2 separate regions of the Mus musculus genome follow, and region 2 is linked to region 1. Evidence: chromatin contacts called from public HiChIP or PLAC-seq data. All regions are on one chromosome and are shown on one strand. The core of a region is the stretch at or near the end of the contact, and the rest is flanking DNA. Distances in the headings are between cores, read along the strand shown. Region 1 has its middle 130 kb from the start of Gm41097. Region 2 overlaps Ptprg (protein tyrosine phosphatase, receptor type, G).

Region 1 (5,551 bases), core at 2,274-4,773:
GCCATTTCTCCAGCATTCCTCCTCCACTCTCTCATTTTCACTACCTAACTTTCCTTGAGTTTGAAGGAAAAGAATTCTTAATTCCTACTGCTATAAAGCAACACAATGTATAAACCAGTGGAGATGGTAGTGAATAGTCACTCAGTAGTAACTAATATGCCCAGCCCCATGGGGAATGTCTGGGATGGACTACATTGCTTCTTCTATTTATACAATGGTACTCTAACTCTAACTATGACTGTATTTGGAGATGGAGCTTTTGCAGAAGTAATTAAGATCAAACACTGGGGTGGACTAGGTAAATTAGTAAATAATTTAAATAAATTTTAAAAACTGATTATTAAAAGTAAGAAACAATACTGGAGTCTCTACTTTTGAATATGATGAACCACCATTTTTACCAAAATGAGACCAAAAGAGAGATACTTGTTTTGCTTTTCTCAAACAGTTTAACTTCAGTAGTGATGGGTGTCAGATGTAGTGTTTTATCTTCCATGTATCATGATCACCCATAAAGCCACCTAGCATGTAGTAGGTCCTTAAATTTGATTGAATACAAGATGTGGAGGCACTGAGAATAAATCAGTGTGGTGGATCAACACCAATTTATTTTACTTTACTTAAGGTTTGTGTTTCTCAGAAAGAGAATTTGGCTGCATATCACGGGGTAATTGACTAAATGCCCTGATGGAGAATTGAGATTCTCAGGCAGTACTTAATTGCCAAAGGATACAGAAAGATTACCTGATGCTACTTAGGTTAGTAGATAAGAAAGTGACCATCTTTTTAAGAAAGAATGCTAATCTCTGGCAGCAATAGATATGGGGTGTCTGAATGGAATGGAGTTGCTGATACAGAAAACCTTTGGCCTTGGTTTTAACATATTTTCTTCCTGATGATTGATGCTGGAAGACCCTGAATCCTTAGCAAGATAAGATACTGCATAAGATACCCATAAGATGCCGTTGCAGTAATTCCTTTGGGAAGAAATGGTCATTCCTTCAGTGAGGTTTACCATTTCATCTGCCTAGGAAGAAATGTTTATCATGCCAAAGGCATTTGGAATTCCTTTTGTTTTCCTGGGATTACTAGCACTAGCGAGACCAATGATATTTCTCTGTTTTTCAAGCATTGGTTAAAGATGAGAGTGTCTAGTTACAATCTTCTTCTAGACATGTCAAGCTTCAAGACCAACTTTGCTGAGATCTCTATTCTTGCTTTTAATCCTAGATTAAGAACAATTGCCCTAGATTGTCATTGTTGAGCTCCATTTTGGCCCTGGTTTGGGCCTTAAGGAAAAACCTGAGCCTGACTCAAGTTTCTGTGGCCTTGTGGGAGAGCCTAAGCCTGCCTCAAGTTTTGAGACCTGTCTCAGTCACTTCCATATCCGGGTGAATCAGCACGGCCTGTTTGGTCCGGCCTCTGCCCCACCATTGCTGATATAGAGCTTTGCTATGGCCCTGTCAGTCACTCCATACACTCTGTCACTCTTCCCTGCCTCCTGCATCATCTTATCTCACCAAAAATCCCCCTCCCCATATTCTGAACTTATGTAAGTGAGAGGCTGATGCCATAAAGTTGAGTTCCTGCTTTGACAAGACTCCTGGTTCTGTGTGTTTCTTTTGGGCCATCAACACTTGCCATCCTGATCAACCTTGGAAAAATCCTGGTGGGACAGGGCCTCTCTCCTTTCACCTGGATCTGTCAGCAAGGAGCTGGCAGTCATAATAGGGTACTGCTAAGAATTGTTACATACTAAGAGAAATTTTATTGATTTTTTTTGAAAGCAATCTATTCCTATACATTCTTGTTGGCTAGAACTCACTACGTAGACCAGGGAAGCATAAAACTCACTGAGCTCTGTCTGGTTCTGTTTCCTTCGATCTGAGATTAAAGGTGTGTGCCACCACAGCCAGTACAAAGAGCAACTCTTAAAAGGGATTTCTGGTTCTGGGAAATCAAGAAAACCCAGATAACTTTTGAATGTTGATTCCATCTTACTTAGGTATGTGTTTATGTGTCTCTGTGTATCTTTAAGTCAAAGAAACCTATAGCTTAAATGTGAGCTTTAAGTCCCCTAAGATAATATCTCTACATGTCTCTAATAAGGCATAAGAACTACCTTACATATTCAAAGTCCAGTATGAGTTTTCAGGGATTAGGCTCTTAAATGTAGATACATTTCTTTCCTTAGTCGTCTCTGCCCATCAGAAATCTCCTAACCCTTTTGGTGTCTTACAAGTAACACTTGAGTTATCAACTGCTGTGTCTGGAAGGGAATGAGTGGAGAAAGCATCCAATCCACTTACTTTGCAAATGAGGAAAATCACATCAGCTGATTTTCCCAGGGTCACCTACCTTTAAGTGACAAGCTTGGGACTAAAGACCAGTTGTGATTCCCAGGAAATTCTGAATTTGCTTCTAAGCTTACAACATAGTAATTGCTTCCATCATTTGAATTGACACCTGCCTAAACAGTGTGAGGTTCAACTTCATCTCAATATGGGGTTGTAATTGTCGAGAGCATAGTCTGTTACTCAAACCCATATTTGGTGAAAAATCACTTGTAATTCAAGTTAGCACTTGATTTATTTTTTAGGGCTTGTCAAGTTTCAGAAATAATGAGCTCCATACACTGGGCTTCTTTCAGGGTTGGGTATTGTAGTCAGGAATCGTTCTTGATAATATCTTCTGAGCTGAAGGCCTATGTCTAGCATGTTTTATTATAAGGTTCACTCATATCAGCTCTACAGAAGCACATACCAACAGAAAGAGGGATAAGAGGAGTTTGCAGTGCCGTTTTGTGTGTTTAACTGAGTGTGGGGTAGTGCACTGAGATTTGAGAATGTGTTGATGTAAAAGCCTCATTTGTATGGAAACCCTCTGGCCGAGGTTCTTTTCTTGTTCCTTTTTCATTATGCCCCTCTGTGCTGCAAACCCATGCCACAATAAAGGGATGTACTTTCACTGAAAAATATCAAAAAGCAGTGTGTTAATGTCAAGCATTAACTGAGAAGCTGCTGAAGATAGAGTAGAAACTCAGGCTTGTTCAAACTCTTCTGTCTATGGCAAGAGCCACACCCACTAGGCTGCAAATGTATCCCTGCTCTTTTCTAAACATTTGTCTTTCTGTTCTGTGATCTAGTTCTTGATCCTTTGGAGCACCAAACTGAAGGTCATGTCCTTGTTCCTAAACAAGTGCATGACCTAGGAACATTTGCTTGATTGTGTTTACCATTTCAGGGAGTTTAATTGCCTCCAGAGTCCACTGGGAGGCCCCAAGGTAGCAAATCTTGTTACTATGCTGATTTCCTTTTTCCTTAGAACTTGCAGGTTACAAGGAGAACATTTTGATTTCTTACTTGAAATCTTAAAGCATGAACACTGATGACTACCTAATGGTAGTCCAATATGCGTGATTTGAATATGAAATCCCTCTTACATTTTCATGATGGACTCTTTCTTGTATGGTAGGTGTGGCTCCCACTATCCCTTTGTTGGGAGAACTTCCAGTCTGATCTTGGAGGATTCCTAACAAAAGCTTTGTTTGCGTGAGTCCCTTCACATTTTCATCAGTTCAACCTCTAAGGACCTGAAGTTAATAGCAAAAACAATCAAAGTTTTTGCAAGGATGGTAACAAATGTTTGGTCATTTGAAGAACAAATAGGTATTAGGTGTAAGAGGGGCAATACAGGAAAGGACATATAAGGAAAAGATTCAGAACTAAAGTGTAACAGAGATTCAACATTGTATAAAGAATATCAAATGAAATATGCATATTAGGGTCAGCAATGGATAAGGCAGTATATTTGTTCAGTTTTTATGTATTGTGTGACACAAATATCTAAACCTGGGTACTACTGACCAAATTCTTGTGAGGCGGCATGATCATGTAATTATTCTAAATGAAATGGTCACATTAGGAGCAACATATGCAAAGGGCATTTATTGAGTCATGTTTGCATTGAATGTGATAAATAATGTGCTATTTTGACCTCTCGACTACTCTCACCTTGGCATTATTTGGCTTTGCTCCCAGTTTCTAATGGGAGATCCACCCTTTTGTTTCAGTTTACCTCTCTTTGTGCTGTGTTTCTAAGCCTTGTTTCAATGAAAGTTAGGCTTTTATAACTCGGTGTGCACGCCCAAACATTCCGATATCTGTCTTCACTTGTATATGTACAGAAATAGATGTCTGTAAATAGGAAAGGAATTTGAAGCTTTTCTGCCAAGGCATTGGCCCTATTTCCCCAGGGAACTGAGGTTAGAAGGGAGTGATGGAAAGAACCGAGCCACATTTTTCTCTACATGCTTCTGTGTTGTTTTAACTCTATATCATAAACACATAGTGTAATTAAGGGGAAAAGCTAAACTTAACATACCACCAAATAACAAGGAACACTTTCTCTTTTCCTTTTGCAGGTATGAAGATCAACTAAAGCAATCGATGCCTCAAGAGAAATTTCAGAACTTGTGCTTCCTTAAAAAAAAAAAAAAAAAAAATCACACAGTGAAGCACTGTACCCTGGCCTTGCTCTGGTTTCAGTAGCTCTGGATTGTTTCAGTATGAAGATCTATAATACTTAATAGAAATGCCAGTGATAGTGCAGGGCTCCTATGCCATCCCACAGCATCCAGCCGACACTGCCATGTCCCTCATGCTCTACAAGTGGGACATCTGTAGCCAATGCTCTCTTCTTTTCCATTTCTCTTCTTTTCCATTTTGTCACCAGGCTACAAGGAAAACAGGAAAAGTTTTAAACAAGAAGTCTTTTTTTTTTAAGCTCATTGAGCCCCAGCCTTTCTTTTCTGTGACAGTGTAGCCCAAATTAAATGTAAGTCCTTAATGTGATGGACACTTCCTAGCAGCACAGGGTGTGACAGCAAGCAGGCAGAATGATATACCATAATACCACATAACCACATAATCAGATGGGAATTTAAAAGACTCACTCAACAGTTCGTCGACTATGATCCACTTCTGGGTAAGATGCGGCACTGACTGAAACAATGATGGGTGCACAGACATACTGTCAGATGCTGCACGGGAGAGACAGGAATATGGGCAGTCTGTGCTGGGCCGATTTACAGTGCTACTGTAAAGAAAGCGGGGTAATAAAGAGAGACGACTTGCATGTACTAGTTTATGCTGTCTGGTAGTAATAGAGATCACTCAGTCATGGGATGATGAGCCCTGTTTCTGCAGTTCAGATCTTGTCTCTTTGTGTAGGAGCTGTGTGATTCTGTCCAACTCAAGAAACCTCTCTTCTTATCTATAAGATGAAGTTAGCAACAATGGCAACCTTGTGGATTGTTAAGACATCGGATAACGTTCATATCACACATTTATAGCTAAAGGAAACATGAACTGAGCATATAAGTGTTTGTTCGTCCTATAATGAGCTGAGTCAGTTCCAAGGTTCTGGCCTATTTCTTTGGACTCTGTAAGAGGTTTTATGATTGTTCCCTTTCCATAGGTTAGGACAGTGGAGCTCAGAGATGGAGTAGTAACCCAGGGCATGTCAAGAGCAAGATTTAAATAAATTCCTT
Region 2 (5,551 bases), core at 823-3,322, 2.2 Mb after region 1:
GGGGTCAGTGTGAGCCCGCTGCAGACAGATGTTGATGTGGGGTGTTGGCTCAATTATTCTCAGCTTTATAATTGGGACCGGGTTTCTTGGTGAACCTGGGGCTCTCCTGATTTGGCCTCACCAGGATTGGTATTACAGATTTGGGCCACAGAGGCAGGCTTTTCATATGGATCCTGGGATTCCAAACTCCGGTCTTCATGGTTGCGTCAGACAGACACATCACTGACTGAACCTTTGCTCCACCCCCTCCGTGAGCTCTTATCGTGTGCTTCTTGCTCTGTAACTGTCTTTGGGTTTTAGTGGGATGGATTAAGAGGGTGCCAGCAGTGGTATTGAGGTATTTGCTCTCCTTTTGCACCCAGGTTGCACTTTAGCAGACTTGGATGTTGTGCAGGAGATACCATGCCAGCCACAGCTCCTGCCCTCTCCCCCCAGTTCCGAAGGCCCAAGTCAGCACAGCACAGTGGTTTTCTGGCCAAACAACAAAATGTGATTTTAAACTTGAGCTATTTTGGGGGAGTAGCAAAGTGACACAGTTGGCTGCTGAAATCTAACAACTAAAAAAGAAGAAACTAAAGCACAGTTCATGGAATATGTAACACTTCCTCAGGAAATAGGACAAGTGCTCTTATTTTGGGCCTGTGATACTATGTTTCTGACGAGCAAAGAGGCAGGCTGCTGGATCAGGCAGTGGGTATATACTTTTGAGGAATTCCTATCAGTTACTATGTGACTCCAAAAGCTGTCTGGTTTCTCATGCCGACTGCCTCATAAAGTCTTCAGCAGCTTAAATCAGATCGGTACATTTATCTGGATGGATTTGCATGAAGGACACAGCCATTAGCATTTTACCAGGCCTAGGAACAGAGTCTAGATGAGTGAGGAAATACTGTTATCTTTCAAGATCTTTCCTAACTTAAATCATGTATTTATTTAGTGTGTGTGTATTTGTGCATGGCGTGTGCCCGTGTGTGCCCGTGTGTGCCCGTGTGTGTGTGTGTGTGTGTGTGTGTGTGTGCGCGCGCGCGCGCGCGCGCGCGCGCGCGCAGTGCAAGTGGAGGTCAGAGGTCATCCTTTCATGCTACTCCTTAGGCATTATCTACCTTTTTTTTGTTTGTTTTGTTTTTTTGTTTTTTCGAGACAGGGTTTCTCTGTGTAGCCCTGGCTGTCCTGGAACTCACTCTGTAGACCAGGCTGGCCTCGAACTCAGAAATCCACCTGTCTCTGCCTCCCAAGTGCTGGGATTAAAGGCATGCACCACCACTGCCCAGTATCTACCTTGTTTTTGAGATAAGGTCTCTCCTTAGCTTGCAGCTTGTCCACTAGACTAGGCCAGGGAGAATCAGGGAGCCACCTGACTCCACCTCCCAAGCACTTGAGTTCACAAGCTTGTAAGACCATGGACATCTTGTGTACTAGAATTCCGGGGATCAGACTCATGTCTTCTAGCATGGAAGGCAAACACTTCCCCAACTGAGCCACACTCCCAATCCTTCTAGATAGTCATTTTAAGATTTTTAAGAATTGTCAAGATGATGGCCTAGAGAAGGCTCAGGAGTTAAGAGTATACTGCAGGGGTTTCCTGCCTTTGGCACGGTTGAAAGCTTTAGTTATTTGGATAGAGTGCATAGTGTCTCTGAATTTGTTGGTGGTAATGTAAATTATGTAAATAATATAAAATCATTTGGTTTGTGTCTTAGTTAGGGTTTTATTGTTTATACATTGAGCATGGCAACTTTTATAAAGAAGAGCATTTATTTGGGGGCTGGCTTACACTTCAGAGGTCTAGTCCATCCTCATCATGGTGGGAAGCAAGGTGGCATATAGGCAGTCATGGTGCTGGAGAAGGAGCAGAGAGTCTAGGTCTTATTCTGTTGGCAGGAGAAGTGAATGCTTTTAGACCTACAGGGAGGCCATTTTATTCAAACCACTACAGTTTGTAATTCGAGATCTGTTTTGTAGTTGAGAGTGGACCTTGCCTAGGAGACTTAGCCAGCCCTAAGCTGTGATCCTCCTGACTCAGCCTCCTCCTGAGTGAATGCTGGCACTGTAGGTATCTGCCACCACACCCAGCTCTTTTTGTAATTTGAGAACCAGCTGGAGCTTTGACTACTGTGCCTTTCATTATCCTACACCTCACAGTGGTGGGCTGTAGGTTCTGAGTCACCCAGGCTTGGGGAACGGGGCTGAGGGAATTAGTTGGACTTGGCAGGAGATAATGTGGGTTCTGGGATTTTTCTTCTGGAGTGTAAAACTAGCTGTAAGGATCCTACTTACCAGCTGTGGGATCCTACTCAAGACATTTATTTTCTTCCTTCTTTCCTTTCCTTTGTGGGTGGTGGGAAGGATCTCATGTAACCCAAGTTGGCCTTGAACTCCTGATCTTCTATCTTTTAGCCATAAGAGTTGTGTTGAGACTTGAATCCATGACGCGATTCAAGTGGGAGTTCTATTGGCTGCACCACATCCTCAGCCTACACTTTGATGTCTTTTGAGTTTATTTTTCTCATCTTTAGCTAAACCATTTCTAAGATTCTTTTGCAGTTTTAAAGTTCACTGGAACCTCGGGAGGGTTGTGACCTTTGTGTCCTATGCACTCTGTGGGGCACAGTGCCTGCTAACCTTTTCCTGGGTTGGCTTTCTTGCTATAGGGTGTTTCTGGGTGGGGTGGTCTCTGGGGCAGGGGACTGGCTTGGTAGTACAGGCCTGTAATCCTAGTGAGGTGAAGCTAAGCCGGGAGCATGGCAAACTTAGTGAGACTTTTCCTCAGAAGATAAAAAGAGGGCCGGAGGTGTTGTTCCATGGTAGAACTCTTACCCAGCGTCCTTGAAGTCCTAGGTTCATTCTTTAGACTGAAAAGAAATAAGTATTCTCCCTGGGGGTGGAGAGATGGTTCAAAGGTTAAAACCCATACTGCTTCGGCCAAGGGTTAGAGTTTGAATCCAAGCACACACAATAGGTTGCAAGTCCAGCTGCAGGGCTTCAGGTCTCCATCGGTACCTACACACAGTATGCATTGACCCCCTCATACATACAATAAAACAATAAACAATACAAACAATAAAAACAACCTTGTAAAAAAGGAGTCCTCTCTCTCTGGTATCATTATTGCTCTCTCTTCTCTCCTAGTGAGTGGGTCCAGGATGGCTATAAATGTGTCCGCACCCCTCCCATGCCCGGTACTGGGGAATGAACCCAGGGCCTGTGCATGGTAGGCATACTGTCCATGGCTGATCTGACCTTTGTTTTTCCTTTCTTTTTAGAAACGTACTGATGGGGCTGGAGAGCTGGCTCAGTGGTTATGAGCACTTACTGCTCTTCCAGAGGACCTGGGTTTAGCCTCATGTCCCTACACTGTAGCTTACACCACCTGTAACTAGATAGAGTTTCAGTGAATCCAAATTCCCTTGTGACCTCTAATGGCTGCTCCTTCATGCATGCATACATACACTCAGGCACACACACACACACACACACACACACACTCAAAGCAATCATACCAAAAAACTAAAACAAAACCCCAGATAACTAGCACCTGTGGGACGGGCTGGTGATACAGTTTCAGACAAGAGGGCCATTGTCCCTGATTCCTGCCTGCAGCCTTGCTAGTTACTCTCACTTGACAGTGAGGTGGGCAGGGCAAAAGTATTCCAGGGTTTGACCTCATGACCTTGTTCAGAACAGGAGCCTGACCCATACCTGGTGGGAACATCGTCTAGATGACCTCTGGCCTTGAGGACTGGCAGGAATGAGTGAGGCTGGAGGCTGGAGTGAGTCCCTGGCTTTTCTGCTGTGAGACTGAATAAGCCCTGAGAAGGGAAAATCTAGTCCTGTTGAGCGTCAGTACAAAATGTCACTTCAGACAGGGCTTGGAATCTTGACTGCTACTTAATCCTGCAGACTGTTACAACATTTCTTTCTCCTTCTTGGCCTGTTTCGTCACTGTTCATATCGAGTTGGTACTAATCAATGAAACAGGATTGTAAGAGCTGAGTACTTCTCTCCTTGGCTATTTATTGATTTCCCTAAATTGAAAAGTATGTTAGGTCGGTCTTTGGATACTGCAACCTTGCCTTGACCTCGTGACATAGCCAAGGATGATCCCATCTCCTGTCTCCACCATGGAGGGTGGGGAGTAGAAGACTATGTTACCGTGCCCCACTTCTGTGCTCTGGGGAGAAGCTAACCCATGGCCTGAGCATGCTGGGTAAGCAATCTCCCAACCAAGCTATACCCCTGCTCCAAATTTTCTTTGGAGATAAGGCCTTACCGTATAGCTAAGGTTAGCTTAGAACTCAGGATGCCCCAACTTCTTTGCCTCATGGGTTCTAGATTACATGGGCTCTAGACTTTTGACTGAACATTCAACCTTATTGATCCTGAAATACAGCTCAAAAGCTTTATGTTTGCTCACATCAACACAGTTTTTGGTGGCTTTTAAATTTTACGGATGTTTTTTGCCTGCATGCATGTCTGTTTGGCACACACATGCAGTGCCTGAGGAGGCCAGAAGAGGGCTGGTCAGAGTACTGACTGCTCTTCCAGAGGACCTGGGTTTGATTCATAGCACCCACAGGGTGGCTAACAATGTCTATAACTTCAGTTCCAGAGGCTCTGATGTCATCTTCTGGCCTCTGAGAGCACCAGGCATGCATGCGGTGTACAGACGTACATGTAGCCAAAACACCCTTACACACAAACTAAAAAGTTAAAAAAAATCCACAAAATAAAAACTAAAAAAAAAAGGGGGGGGGTATTTTACATTGATTCAGTCAATAAATATCTTCTGGGAACCCACAGCTTGCCTGGCAGGTTTGAGGGCACCTTGCAGACAGTGGTGGTCACATAAGCTGCATGTTCCTGCCCATGCAGCAGCTTCTTATGAAAGGGTTACTCATTACAGTCGGGGAGATGAAAGCACCAGGAGTCCCTATTCTTACCTGGCAACACCCTCAGGCTGGCAGTACTCGGAGGCTGCCCCTAGGGATGGGGCACACACCTGGCCCACAGTGGTTATTTACAACACTAGGCTGGTCTCTTGAGGTGTTTGCTGCTTTGGTGTGGGTGACCTCTCACCGAGGGAGGGACAGTGTTTCTTTCAAGCTGTGTAGGGTTTTGCATTGCGTGGACTGGTTGTGTGCACTTGCTTACACACAGGTGTATTTTTGAGTGTGCGCTCCTTGCTGCTGATGTGACTTCATTCCTGTCAGTCTGGCATGTAAAGCCAGGCTCAGCTGTCACAGTCGTCCTGCTCCCTTTTTTGCTTCACACATGTCATGCTATCTGAATATCTCATAGTAGTGTGCTGACTTCTATTGGTGAGTTTAGTAAATGTGGGCTTGGTCAGCTGAAACCAGGGACCTGAGAAAATTTCATTTGGTTTCCAAATTAACGCCATTGTGGCTTTCCTACCCTCCAACTTCCTCAGTCTGGGATGACTTGGATGAGGTTCTTTGAAGCTTGTAGTCAATGCAGTAAGGACTGAGAGATAAACAGAAGAGATGCAGCTCTAGTGGGCTGCTTGCCACTTCATTTTTTCATACTTATCTCT

The links. HiChIP or PLAC-seq counts read pairs in DNA pulled down with a chosen protein or histone mark.
Region 2: a contact with region 1 is called in an H3K27ac HiChIP or PLAC-seq map of embryonic stem cells, with 7 times the contacts expected there. The contact joins two enhancer-like sites. A contact is called at or near these places in 1 of 39 promoter capture datasets (pre-B cells) and 2 of 115 datasets of contacts at active chromatin or transcription factors (both in embryonic stem cells).

Annotation. Positions count from the first base shown.
Region 1 is chr14:9,315,803-9,321,353 of GRCm38.p6, forward strand. No RefSeq gene overlaps it. Among named protein-coding and RNA genes, the nearest start is that of Gm41097, 130 kb to the right of the region's middle. Within about 2 kb of position 3,524, at least 34 of the 459 cell types and tissues checked have an H3K27ac peak or open chromatin away from gene starts, as enhancers often do. A contact at or near this core is called in embryonic stem cells, where this site is marked.
Region 2 is chr14:11,560,974-11,566,524 of GRCm38.p6, forward strand. All of the region lies in intron 1 of Ptprg (protein tyrosine phosphatase, receptor type, G), which reads left to right. Among named protein-coding and RNA genes, the nearest start is that of Gm52128, 9.3 kb to the right of the region's middle. Within about 2 kb of position 2,073, at least 18 of the 459 cell types and tissues checked have an H3K27ac peak or open chromatin away from gene starts, as enhancers often do. A contact at or near this core is called in embryonic stem cells, where this site is marked.